Regions from separate parts of the Ovis canadensis genome. Here region 2 is linked to region 1. Evidence: chromatin contacts called from public Hi-C data. All regions are on one chromosome and are shown on one strand. Each heading gives the region's core, a stretch centred on a gene start, on an enhancer-like site or on the middle of the called end of the contact. The rest is flanking DNA. Distances are from core to core; before and after follow the strand shown.

Region 1 (5,458 bases), core at 2,087-4,586:
TCAGTTGACACCTGTTAGGCTGGGCAAAGCAAGCTGCAGTGTGCTGATTAGTTTCTGGAGAACCTAATTCTTTTGACCTCAGCCTGTGAAACCAAACTGTATGTGAAAGGCTTGCTGAAGGCCTGGAAAGCTTAGCGAAGGAGACTCCTGGGCTGTTTCTCCCCTGAGGGTAGAGAGGCGGCCCTGGGGGTCCTGGTGTTAGGGTCTGGGTGGGCCGATGCTAAAAGCTCAGAGCCACCAGTACCGGGAAAAGGTGTTCCTGACCAATGACTAAGGACACAGGTTTCCTGGCAAGGCTTGGCCACTGGTGGGTCTTGCCCAAATCACTTTGCACACCTCTAGACTCAGTTGCTACACCAAAATGGGCCAGATCAGACTGGATCTGAAGAATCTGATACTGAAAACAGCCTCCAGGGTTTCCCAGTATCTAGAGGAGGAAAAGACAGACCTGAACTGGTTCTGTTTGAAAGATGGAAGGGAAAGATCAGCGCCCTGCCGCCCAGGCTCCCCTCCCCCACCATGGTGCCCCTTGAGCCAGGCCTCTAGGCCTCTCAGGGGCAAAGTTTGAAATCCCCATAACCAGATGAACCCGAGGGACGTCTCCAGCGCTAGCTCGTTCAGTCATTGTGCACCTGTTCCATGTAACAATAACTAAGAATCTGCACCTGCCCCCCTCCCCCCTCAACGTGGTAAGGAAGGCAAGGAAGACCCAGAAATGACTCCCAGGAAGGAAGAAAGAACTTCGTGTGGCCCAAGAGGTGCTGAAGGACGACAGAACACCCACAACCTTCCCCCAGGAGCACGCGACCCCCCACCCACCCCAGCCCCTCTGCCCTTGGCATTTCCTCACTCACAGCTGTCTCTATTTCGTGGTCTCGGAAACGGAGGCTCTCCCTGGGAAAGGGTTTCCCAGCTAGGAAGCAGCTGGGCCAGATGCTCCCCGCCCCATCTCCGGCCCCTTGAGACCCACCCATTTCTAAGTAAACGGAGGAGGCCACGAGGCCTGCTGAGGAGGAGCGCAAACGACAAGCAAAGCCACCAACGCCGCCGCAGGGGCTCGGGTCTCGCCTCCGCAGAGAGGAGCGCGCTGGCGGACAAACCTCCGCGTCTAAGCCCCTCCCCTCCCCGGCCCGCGCGAAGAATGGGAATCTCAAGTCGCTCTGCTTTCTCTCCTTGCGTGCTGACATTTTTTTCCACTTTACTGTTTCTTGGACGCCTTTCAAGAGTTTGTGCAATCATTCTGTTTAGCTGCTTTTCTGCCATTTTCAAACGCAGGGTGGTGTCCCTTTGGAGTGGGAACGTGGTGGTCTGAAGACTTGAAGGGCCCCGATCGCCTCCCATCACCCCGACGCCTCCGGCCTCGTAGCTGCCAAAGTTACTACGTTTGAAACTTTCCCCGTGCTGGGTGTTGGGCTTGGTCCTCGGCTTTCTGAGCTCCCCGACCTTTCCCTCTCGGCGCCCCGGCTCTGGGGGGTTCCTGGCCCCCTCCTTCGCCCTCCCAGGAGCCCCGTTCCCGGAGGGATCCTCTTCCCACCCTGTCCAGGGCGAGGGCGCCCCTTTCCTCCTCCTGCCCCGTAGATGGGGCAGAGCCCGCCCTCCTTCCGAGACTTCCTCGGTGGTCCCGCCCTGCGCCCCCTGAGCCTGCCTTCTCCCGCCTCCACCACCCCCGGACCCTGTGGGAAGCCCTGCCCGCAGCCCTTCAAGAGGCCAGAGTCCGGAAGGCTGGGCAGAGGCTGCGACGGGGACGGGATGGGACAGAGACCGGGTCAGAGCTGGGCACCGCGGGAGCGATCAGAACAAAAGCGGGGACACGGGCAGGGCAGCAACAGGGCAGGGCCGGCGCGGCGGCCCGTCCCCTCGTCGCGCCGCCCCCACCCGGCTCCAGCCCCCCCGGGGGCTCGCGGGCTCAGGGGGCTGGGGCGGCGCCTCGTGGGACCCACCTGATCTGCAGAAGCTGGGCGCGCTGGGGGCTGGCCGGAGCCTCGGCTCCCCGGCGGCGTCCTCGGCTGCCGGAACAGTCGGCTCGCTGCCTCCCCCCCGAGCCCCGCGGGGCGTGCCGGGGCGGGGTGTGCCGCCTGCGCTCCCGTCTGCCGGCCGCCGGGCGCTCCTCCGGGGCGGCGGGAAGGGGCGCGAGGGAGCCGGCGGGCGCTGGGCAGAGGGCGGCACGCTCCCAGCTCGGCCCGGCCCGCGGTGTTTGTGCAGAGCGGGTCCCGCCCCGGACACGGCCGCTGGGAGGCCCCGCGCGCTAGTGCACGAGTGCCGGTGCGCGTGTGTGTCTGGTGGCAGGGCGGCGCAGGGGGGTGTTTGTTTCATTTTCACTCAGGCAGAAAAAAGCCTGAAACCAGCAAAAAAGGAAAAGACAATTCCTGGTGAGGGTGGCTGGGCCTCTTTGCCTTCTTGGGCCTGCGCGTGGTGGGGGTGGCCGCGGGGCGGGGGCGGAGGGGGTACCCGGAGCATCGGAGGGTGGGGTGGGGTCTGTCACCCAGGACCGCGGGGAGGGGCCCCGAAGCCCTGGCGCCCCGCCAGACACGAGGGAAGAGGAGAGCCTGGGAGGTCTGATCCACTGTTTGTTTCCTGGGGAAGGAAGGGTGCAGATGACAGCGACAGGCCGGCAGCCCGGAGCCGCTCTCGCTGGAGCCCCCAAACATCCTGAGCTCCGCATGGGAGGGGCTGGTCACTGGGCACCTAGCGACGGCCCTGCCAGGGTTTGTTCCCAGACTTAGTAGTCTTCGGGCCCAGAGTTCCTCAAACAGAATTCTGCACAGGCCCTGTGGTTCTCCACTAGAATTATTTTAGAACGGAACTAGAAAACAAATCCCCCCCCCCAAAAAAAACTATTTCAAAGTTGGTGCTTCTGAGCCCAGCGTGACTACATTTCACTTCTGGTGAGTTGATGTAGGCACATCCGGCTGACTTAGTTCTATGCTGGTAGCCACAACAATTATCTCACTTCTTGGGCTCCAGACCATACATTTTGCTGCTGCAAAACACAAAATTTTATTTGGTGGGGATCATTTGCCTTTGAACTTCAGGGGCTAAGAAATTAGCTTCTTAAATATTTTAACTAGTTGAAACTGTAATTTGACACCATGAAAATGGCACAGAGCCTGGGTATGATGCATCATTTTAATTGTTTCATGCTAATGAGAAAAGAACAGAGCCCTGATCAAATATGTGAAGGGTATAAGAGGCTGCAGGAGGCCAAGTGACTTCTGGAAACCTGGGAGGATGGAGGTTCCTGATGATTCTGAAAACTTTTACCTCAGATTGGGACTCAAACCCAGCCAAAACCCTGCTTGGGACTTGAACCCACATGGCTGGAACTCAAACCCAGCCAAAACTCCCAGTACCTGGTTTCAGGACCTAATGAAGCTCAGGTTCTTGATGTCTCATTGCAGAAAGAATTCAGTGAGAGACAAAGTCATAGGTAAGAAGTGGATTTATTCAGATATAGAAAGCAGCACACTCCAGAGAGTGTGGGCCATTGCAGAGGGCAAACTGGGCCACGAAATTTGGTGTGTTTCATTTTTATAGGCTGGGTAATTTCATATGCTAATAAGTGAGGGGATTATTCCAACTATTTGGGGGAAGGGGTGAGAGTTCCAGGATTTGGGCCATCGGGCCCACTCCTTGGTCATTTAACAGTGCTTTGGAACTGCCATGGCACCTCTGGGTGTGTCATTTCACTTGTTGATTGAGGATTAAGTTATCATCTTTGGTCCCATTTGGTTCTAATCGGTTTATGTTGTATCCTTGGACTATGTCATTCTTTCAAAAGTTGTGCCCTGACCCTTTCCCTCTTGTTACAGTTCCTGCAGAGTAAATGGGTGGGAGAATTGAATCATCAACCCCACATGGCTGCTCAGGAAGGAGGTGTTCCATGACAATCAGCACAATACATCCTTTGCAAAAGCACAAACCACTCCATTATTGTCTTGGGTGAACTCACTTGCAATAGTTCATTAGTGGTGAGTATCACAGTAAATATACGAATGATGTTATACTAAGTGCATCATTCCCCATGTTTTCATTGTTGCATCTAAGGATGCATTGTTTCAATTGTTCAGTCCATCAAACTGGACAATAAATGAGTTTGTTTTTTTTTTTTAAGAAAACTATGACAGTAATTCAAGTGGCTCAAATGATAGTTCATCGTGATCAAAATCAAAAGACCAGGACACAGGAAATAGAACATGTAAAAACATCCCTCTGCTATTATACTCAATGCAAAAGGTTTGATTTCAGCAACACATCACCAGTCACATTAATTTAATGTTGTTATTGTGGATTTTATTTGTTTTGAGGTTGCGTTTGTATCTACTTAGAAATGTTGTTTTGGTTTTACGGTTGGTTTATAGAGTGTGAGCATGACAGCTTCCTGGTTAATTTTAGGTTTATACCTATTTCAGTAACAATAAAATAAAAATAATTTAAGTCAATACTTTGGATCTGGATTTGTTTGTTTTGGGAAGGCCTATCTAGTTCTTCCTTGGTGGCTCAGCAGTAATCTGCCTGCAATCTTGGAGACTCGGGCTTGATTCCAGGGTCAGGAAGATCCCTTGGAGGAGGGCATGGCAACCCACTCCAGTATTCTTCCCTGGAGAATCTCATGAACAGAGGCACCTGGTGGTCTATGGTCCATAGGGTCACAAAGAGTCAGACATGACTAAAGCAACTGAGCAAGTATGCACAAACATATAACTCTCAAAATCTAACTGGCAGTTCTACTGACTGAATGGCTGATCTGTAAAACACCTTCAAGATTACACACATTAGCTTTGGGTTAAGACTTCTAGGTTTAAGGTCTTAGATGAGTCATTCTTCCTGTCTGAGACTACTTTGTGTCATATGCTGAAAGGGAATAAGGTGACTAGTTCATGGTAGGGGCAAAATCAAAATGGGATAATGTTGGGGAAAGGGCTTTGGAATCACATGAGTGTGAGGCTGAATATTGACAGAGGGATGAGGCAGATGAGCACAGGTAGCTCTGATGACTTGCCAGGCATTGCTCCAGGTGCCTCTCACATACTTCAGCTCATGTCATCCTCTGTGCATGCTAATCCCATCCCCCAATTTTCAGAAAAGAAAGCCGAAGCAGAGGCAAGTTAGGTAACTTTTGTTCCCCACCTCTCTAGGTCTAACCAAAGTGCTCTGCATCCAGAAGGCCTTCCTCATTCTTTTAACAAATACTTAACTGGGACCTCGGTATCTGTCAGCCCCTGATCTTCAAGCTGAGGATATCAAGGTAAACATGTAGCATCGTAGCCCTGGGGGATGGCTGCAGCCCAGACATTAAACCAAGAAGACCCACCCAATGAATGATTTGGGGACCTTTGTGATCAGGGCTCTGAGGGATAACTACAGGTTGCAGGGGACCCTGAGACCAGAAGAAGGAGGAATTCACCAGGTGAAGACTTAGGGGAGAGCCAAATCTCTCTTTGACCCAAGCAGAGCCAAA
Region 2 (5,857 bases), core at 2,176-4,675, 67 kb before region 1:
TCTGAGGAAGTAGCCAGAATAATACTCTCTCAAATTCAAAAATGTACTGGCACAAAGTCAGACGTTATTTCTAACCACATTATACTCTTTTGTCTGCCAAGACATCTTGACAAGCTTAATATCCGCAGGTAGGCCTATATGATAATCCCAGCAGTATTCCGGGGATAAGATTTTAGTGGGTTTGTTGAGAAGGAAATACTTGTTTAGATGGCTCTCATCATGCCATTGGGCTTCTATGTCATTTTTCTTGTCCTTGAGGATTCCTTTGAAGCATTCCTGGGTGATGTTAAGGACCTGAGTGGGTGTTCCCCCAAAAATGGCTGCGTGGTAATAAAAATCCCCTTCGCCGAAGGGAATGTATGCTGCAGACTCCTTGCGCCTCTCGTAGGTAAACTCATCGGGATCTGCCTTGTACCACCAGGCCTGTAGCTGGGCCACCGACTCACCCAGGGTCTCCACCCCGAACTCGTCTTGGAAGACCTGGTCCACGTCCATGCAGAAGAGGAAGTCAACCTCACGCTGGATGTGGGCCACGATGTGCTCCCCGATGGTCTTCATGCGCACCATGCTGACGTCCTGCCACCTCCTCTCAGGCTTGACCTCAAACACTTTGAAGGAGCGCAGAGGGCCCAGCTCTATTAAAGGCATCCTGGAGACGTCGTCCACCATGACATAAAAGATGACTCGGTGGCCAACCATGAAGTGCTTATTAGCAGACGTTAAGAACTCCTCCAAGTAATGCTCAATGTATCTGAAACAAAGAAGAATGGGATAAACGTAACCTCTGGGACTTCTGCAGGTTTCTCCGGTGGGTCAGTGGTAAAGACTCAGCCTGCAATGCAGGAGACGAGGGAGGTGTGATTCGAACACTGGGAAGATCCCCTGGAGGAGGAAATGGAAACCCACTCCAGTATTCTTGCCTGGAAAATTCCATGGACGGAGGAGCCTGGCAGGCTACAGTCCACAGGGGTCTCAAAGAGTCGGACATGACTGAGCGGGTGAACACACACACTGGGATTTGCTGTACTATTATTTCTGGCCGCTCTCCACCACACAGTCACTCAACTTTGAGGAGATAAAGTGACTTACCTGATGATTCTGAAAGGTGACCGGGCAGGCCAGCCCCTCCTCTCTCACTCTTGGAAGCCAGTCAGGTGGAGAGAACATGTATTCTCAACTGCTCTGGGCCCTGCAATGTAGCTAAATGATACAGGCCCTTCTCCAACATCCAGACACCTGCAGTTTCTCATGCTATGGATGAAGGGTGCCTACGTCTTTCTAATTCTGTGGTTCAACATCAGGAGGCCCAGGGCCTTCAGTTTTATAACCCATATTCTTCAATATCAGCTTTTAACACAGTGAAGATGATCATCACTACCATCTACCTTATTTATCCCTTTGTCTTATTTATCAGTTGGTTCAGACTCTGGGTAGGTGAAAGCGTGCTAGTCCTTTTTTGGTCCTGTTTTATTGAGATATAATTGACATATAGCATAGTTTAAGTTTAAAATGTGCCAAGTGTTGATTTGGTATATTCATATATTATAAAAGGGCTTCCCAGATGGCTCAGTGGGTAGAGAATCTGCCTGTGATGCAAGAGACGCAGGAGATGCGGGTTTGACGCCTGGGGTCAGGAAGAGCCCCTGGAGGAGGGCATGGCAATCTGCCCCAGTATTCCTGCCTGGAAAATACCATGGACAGAGCAGCCTGGTGGGCTACAGTCCATACAGTCACAAAGAGTCAGACATGACTGAAATGGCTGAGCATGAAGCACACATACATCACAAAATTACCACCACTGTAGCATTAGTTCGGAGAAGGCAATGGCACCCCACTCCAGTACTCTTGCCTGGAAAATCCCATGGACGGAGAAGGCTGGTAGGCTGCAGTCCATGGGGTCGCTAAGAGTCAGACACGACTGAGCGACTTCACTTTCTCTTTTCACCTTCATGCATTGGAGAAGGAAATGGCAACCCACTCCAGTGTTCTTGCCTGGAGAATCCCAGGGACAGGGGAGCCTGGTGGGCTGCCGTCTATGGGGTCGCACAGAGTCGGACACGACTGAAGCGACTTAGCAGCAGCAGTAGCATTAGTTAACACCTTCATTGCATCACATAATCATCATTTCTGTTTTGGGGAGAAGATTTGAGATTTATTATCTGAATAACTTTATGAGTATAGAAAACAATATTATTAACAATAACCACAATGCTTTACATCAGATCCCCAGAACTTGCTCATTTTATAACTGGAAGGTTGTACCCCGTGATCAACATCAGGGGGCGCTAGTTCTCAGGCATCTCTCAGAAACCCCAACATCCACTCCAATGTTATCCTGCCCTATCAGATGAAAGGGTGACAAGCCTCTTAGGTCCTTTGGGGATGCCTTAAGACTAAGCATCACCACTCTCTTCTTCTCTGGGACCCAGAGAATGGGTTATGGGGGACATGAATATCCTTCCACATTATACATTCACTTTAAGAATTTTCTAGTGGTTACCCCAAACACCAATACATTATCCAGCTACCACCATTATAAGACCCATCCAAATACCAGAGCAAACACCCTCTGATTTAAACTTATTTTAACTATCTCATTTCCTTTTCTAAAAAAAGTTCACTCTTGGTTGTGTGTATTCTATGGGTTTCGACAAATATATAATGACAAGTATTTTTCACTATGTATGATATCATACAGAGTATTTTCACTGCCCTAAAAATTCTGTGTTCTGCCCATTTATCCATTCCCCTTTGCCGACCCTTGGCAACTACTGATCTTTTTACTGTCTCCATAGTTTTGCCTTTTCCAGAATGTTACGAGGTTGGAATCTGACAGCAGGCAATCTTTTCAGATTGGTTTCTTTTACTTAATAATATGCATTTAAGGTTCCTCTATCTCTTCCATGGCTTGATAGAGTTTGTGTTTTTTGCACTGATAATATTTTCTACCACCTGATGTGCCACAACAGTTTATTAATCCATTCACCTACTAAAGGACATCTTAGTTATGTCCAAGTTTTAGAAACTGTGACTAAAGCTGCGTTTAAACATCTGTATGTAAGTTTCTGTGTGGCTATAAAGTTTCAGCTTTTTTTGGTGAATACCAAGGATGCAATTGCTAGACTGTATGATAAGAATATGTTCAGCTTTCTTCCAAAGCAGCTGAACCATCTTGCCTTCTCGCCAGCAGTGAATCAGAGTTCTGCTTGCTCCATATTTTTGCCAGCAGTTTGTGTTGTCAGTGTTTTGGACTTAGGTCCTTCTAATAGATGTGGTATTTTAGCTATTTACTTATTCATTCCGAAAACATGTTTATGTCTTTTGTGAGCCAAACTACACACTTATCACGTGACAGCATGGGGATGATAGAGAAGGAAAGCGGGAGTTGGCTTAACACAACTTGCATCACCCCCAGACTCATGCTCAGTGGATGTGGACTAAGTTTAATTTACTGATCACACTCACGGCCAGTTATGACATTTTGTGAGTAATAATAACTGGCATTTGTTTTTGCTCCTTAGTTGCAGTTTGGATTCCCGTTCGTTTCTACAAAAATAAACTGTGGTTTTAATATTGGTCTCTGGAAAAACCCCGGGGTTTACAGTAGAATATATCTGAGCAATATGAAGAGGGACTTTGCCATGGCTCTGAAAAAAAATCTATTGTGCCCTGAAGCTTGGGAAACAATCCTAGGGGGAGGGGAGGGGGCCCTTGTGAGGTTTAACATTATTTAGAGATGAAAGCATTGCAATTGGCTCCGGGCACTGTTATTTGAAAACAAACCAAACTTCACACCTCCTAAAAGTCCAGATCCACTCTTGGGAGGATTTATTGCTGCAGAGTACAAGCAGTCCCCTCCGGCCTCCAAGAGGAGAGCTCAGGGTGTACAATTTACTGTTTGGTTCTGTGAAGCTGCGAATACGAGGGTGAAGCCATCGTGGAACCGCAGGCCACATTCTGTTCTTTGTGGAAACATCAGGAGTAAATCAGTCTACAGGGTGGCTGGCTCATCCCCTCTCATACCAAAGGATGAGGTGAGCTAGGCATCTGCTCCAGACTCATAACAGTACAGATTCTTCCAGTAAAAATGTCAAAATTCCAGAGTCACCCTTCTCCATCACAGATGCCCCTGGGATCAGCACAGGTGGTGACATCAGGACTTGACCAGTAGGGTGAGGGCGATGGCTTCTGGGCTCTGGGCTGGGGACGGTCTTGATCCTCACTCAGATCCACCCGGGCCTTCACCACTCTCTGTACAAGCGAGCAGTCAACTTCCCATGTGGCGCTCAGAAAAGATACAGATGGGAAGGCCCGTGGAGGGGGGTTGCAGGGAGGAGGCTAATAGGAAAAGTAAACCTTTGCTTTCGCTTTGATAAAGAAAAAAAAAAAATCACCAAAGGAACAAAATGGGTTATATTTTAAACTATTATCACAGCTCCGACTTTTAAGTAAGAATGATTGCAGTTTGGGGAGAAATGTCATTCTAAACAAGGAAATGGAAGCAGAAACAGGAACCCATCCAACCTCTGGAAGAAGAAGTTCTGGTTGGCCAGATCTCCGGGGGCCAAAGCCTCTAGGAGGAGAAGGGCAGAGGCAGCTGCGGAAGCCCGGGGAGAGTGGTCAGCCAGGCTGACGTGGGGAAGCTCCGCGCTTAGTCACTTCGGTCCTTAGTTCTCAGTTGGGGTCTTGAGTGTGTGGGAGAAACAATGACACACGTTCGGGCTGTCTAATAGCTGGCATTTTTGGAATTCCCAGAGAGGGCCGTGGAGGTCAGAGTGGAGGCGGCGCTGGGTGTGCTGGAAACTCCAGGCCCAGTGAGTGTGGCAGACACTCTAACCTGCAACCGAGGCCTCGCTCAGGTGGGAAGCTGTCCACTCCCATCCACTGTCTTGTTCTCAGGCTCTTGGGGCCTCAGCTAAAAGGAGCCTGAAACAGTCCTATTGCTCCATTCTCCTGTCTAATGATTCAGACACATCCAGGAACAGCCTCCATGAGCCCAGGGAGCCCCTCACCAACCTTCTGACAGTGGGACAAAGGAAAAGTCAAGGTTATTTTTATTAGCGACACCTACCTTCCGACGGCGAAAACCGTCAGGCCGACGGTAATTTTCTGCTTGGCGTAGTAATCGTCTAAGACGGCTCGGTTGTAAGTGCCTTCCCACACCACGGGTGCCTTCCAGTCTGTCATAGTCACAACCTCGGGGCGTTTACTGGTGACAAAACAGAGTCCATGAGTCAGGATTGCCTTGCTAAGGTGGGACGGAGACATCTGATGGAAAACGGCTCAGCCGTGGCTGGTGGTAACCATCCTTGAATCCTAATGGGAGTTTAACCCCAACAGTCAGCTGGCAGTGAGACATCTGCGGCATCTTCTGGGTGAGGAACAGGAGACGGTGGCCCAGGTGCCTGGGGGCTGCTTTAGCGGGGGCCCTAGGGGGGTCTTACCTGTATAGCTCATGCCCTCTGTCCCCCTTTCCTGCCTCCCCTATCCTCATCTTCCTTCAATATCCCACTCCCATCTCCCCAGCCCCTTCCTAAGCTGCCAGCGGCATCTTTAGACCTTATTTATCCCAATGGGTGCCATCTGACCCAGAGAAAGCCCTGATGCTTGACGCAGGGGGACAAGACAGTGACATTAGAGCTGAAAGAGGAAGAAGCTGTTTCAATCTGCCTTTTGCCAGAAAGGAATTTTTGGTTGTAACCTGGGTATAGGACTAAGGGGTTTCTGGTGTTATTGTTCATTTGACATACAAGGAGCAGACAGTCACTAAGAAAGGATCCTGCAGGCTCACAGTAGCCAGGGATGAAACACAGGGACCCTGGCTGTCACCTCTCTCAGATCACGTTTCCTCCTTACA

What was found. Hi-C and Micro-C count contacts between places; a contact is called where the count stands out from the background.
Region 2: a contact with region 1 is called in a Hi-C map of fibroblasts, with 1.8 times the contacts expected there. The contact joins the enhancer-like site here to the promoter of GGTA1 in region 1. A contact is called at or near these places in 2 of 2 Hi-C or Micro-C datasets (fibroblasts and lung).

The regions. Positions count from the first base shown.
Region 1 is chr3:14,376,413-14,381,870 of ARS-UI_OviCan_v2, reverse strand. It overlaps GGTA1 (glycoprotein alpha-galactosyltransferase 1 (inactive)), which reads right to left and starts at 3,336. Exons shown (of 8, transcript XM_069580134.1): 1 at 1,941-3,336. The coding sequence starts at 2,313. LOC138435448 (a long non-coding RNA gene) reads left to right here and starts at 1,948. Exons shown (of 3, transcript XR_011255108.1): 1 at 1,948-2,369; 2 at 3,810-3,968; 3 at 4,112-4,439.
Region 2 is chr3:14,443,474-14,449,330 of ARS-UI_OviCan_v2, reverse strand. GGTA1 (glycoprotein alpha-galactosyltransferase 1 (inactive)) reads right to left here. Exons shown (of 8, transcript XM_069580134.1): 7 at 5,072-5,209; 8 at 1-751. The coding sequence ends at 58. Among named protein-coding and RNA genes, the nearest start is that of GGTA1, 68 kb to the right of the region's middle. Within about 2 kb of position 3,425, the one cell type or tissue checked has open chromatin away from gene starts, as enhancers often do. A contact at or near this core is called in fibroblasts, where this site is marked.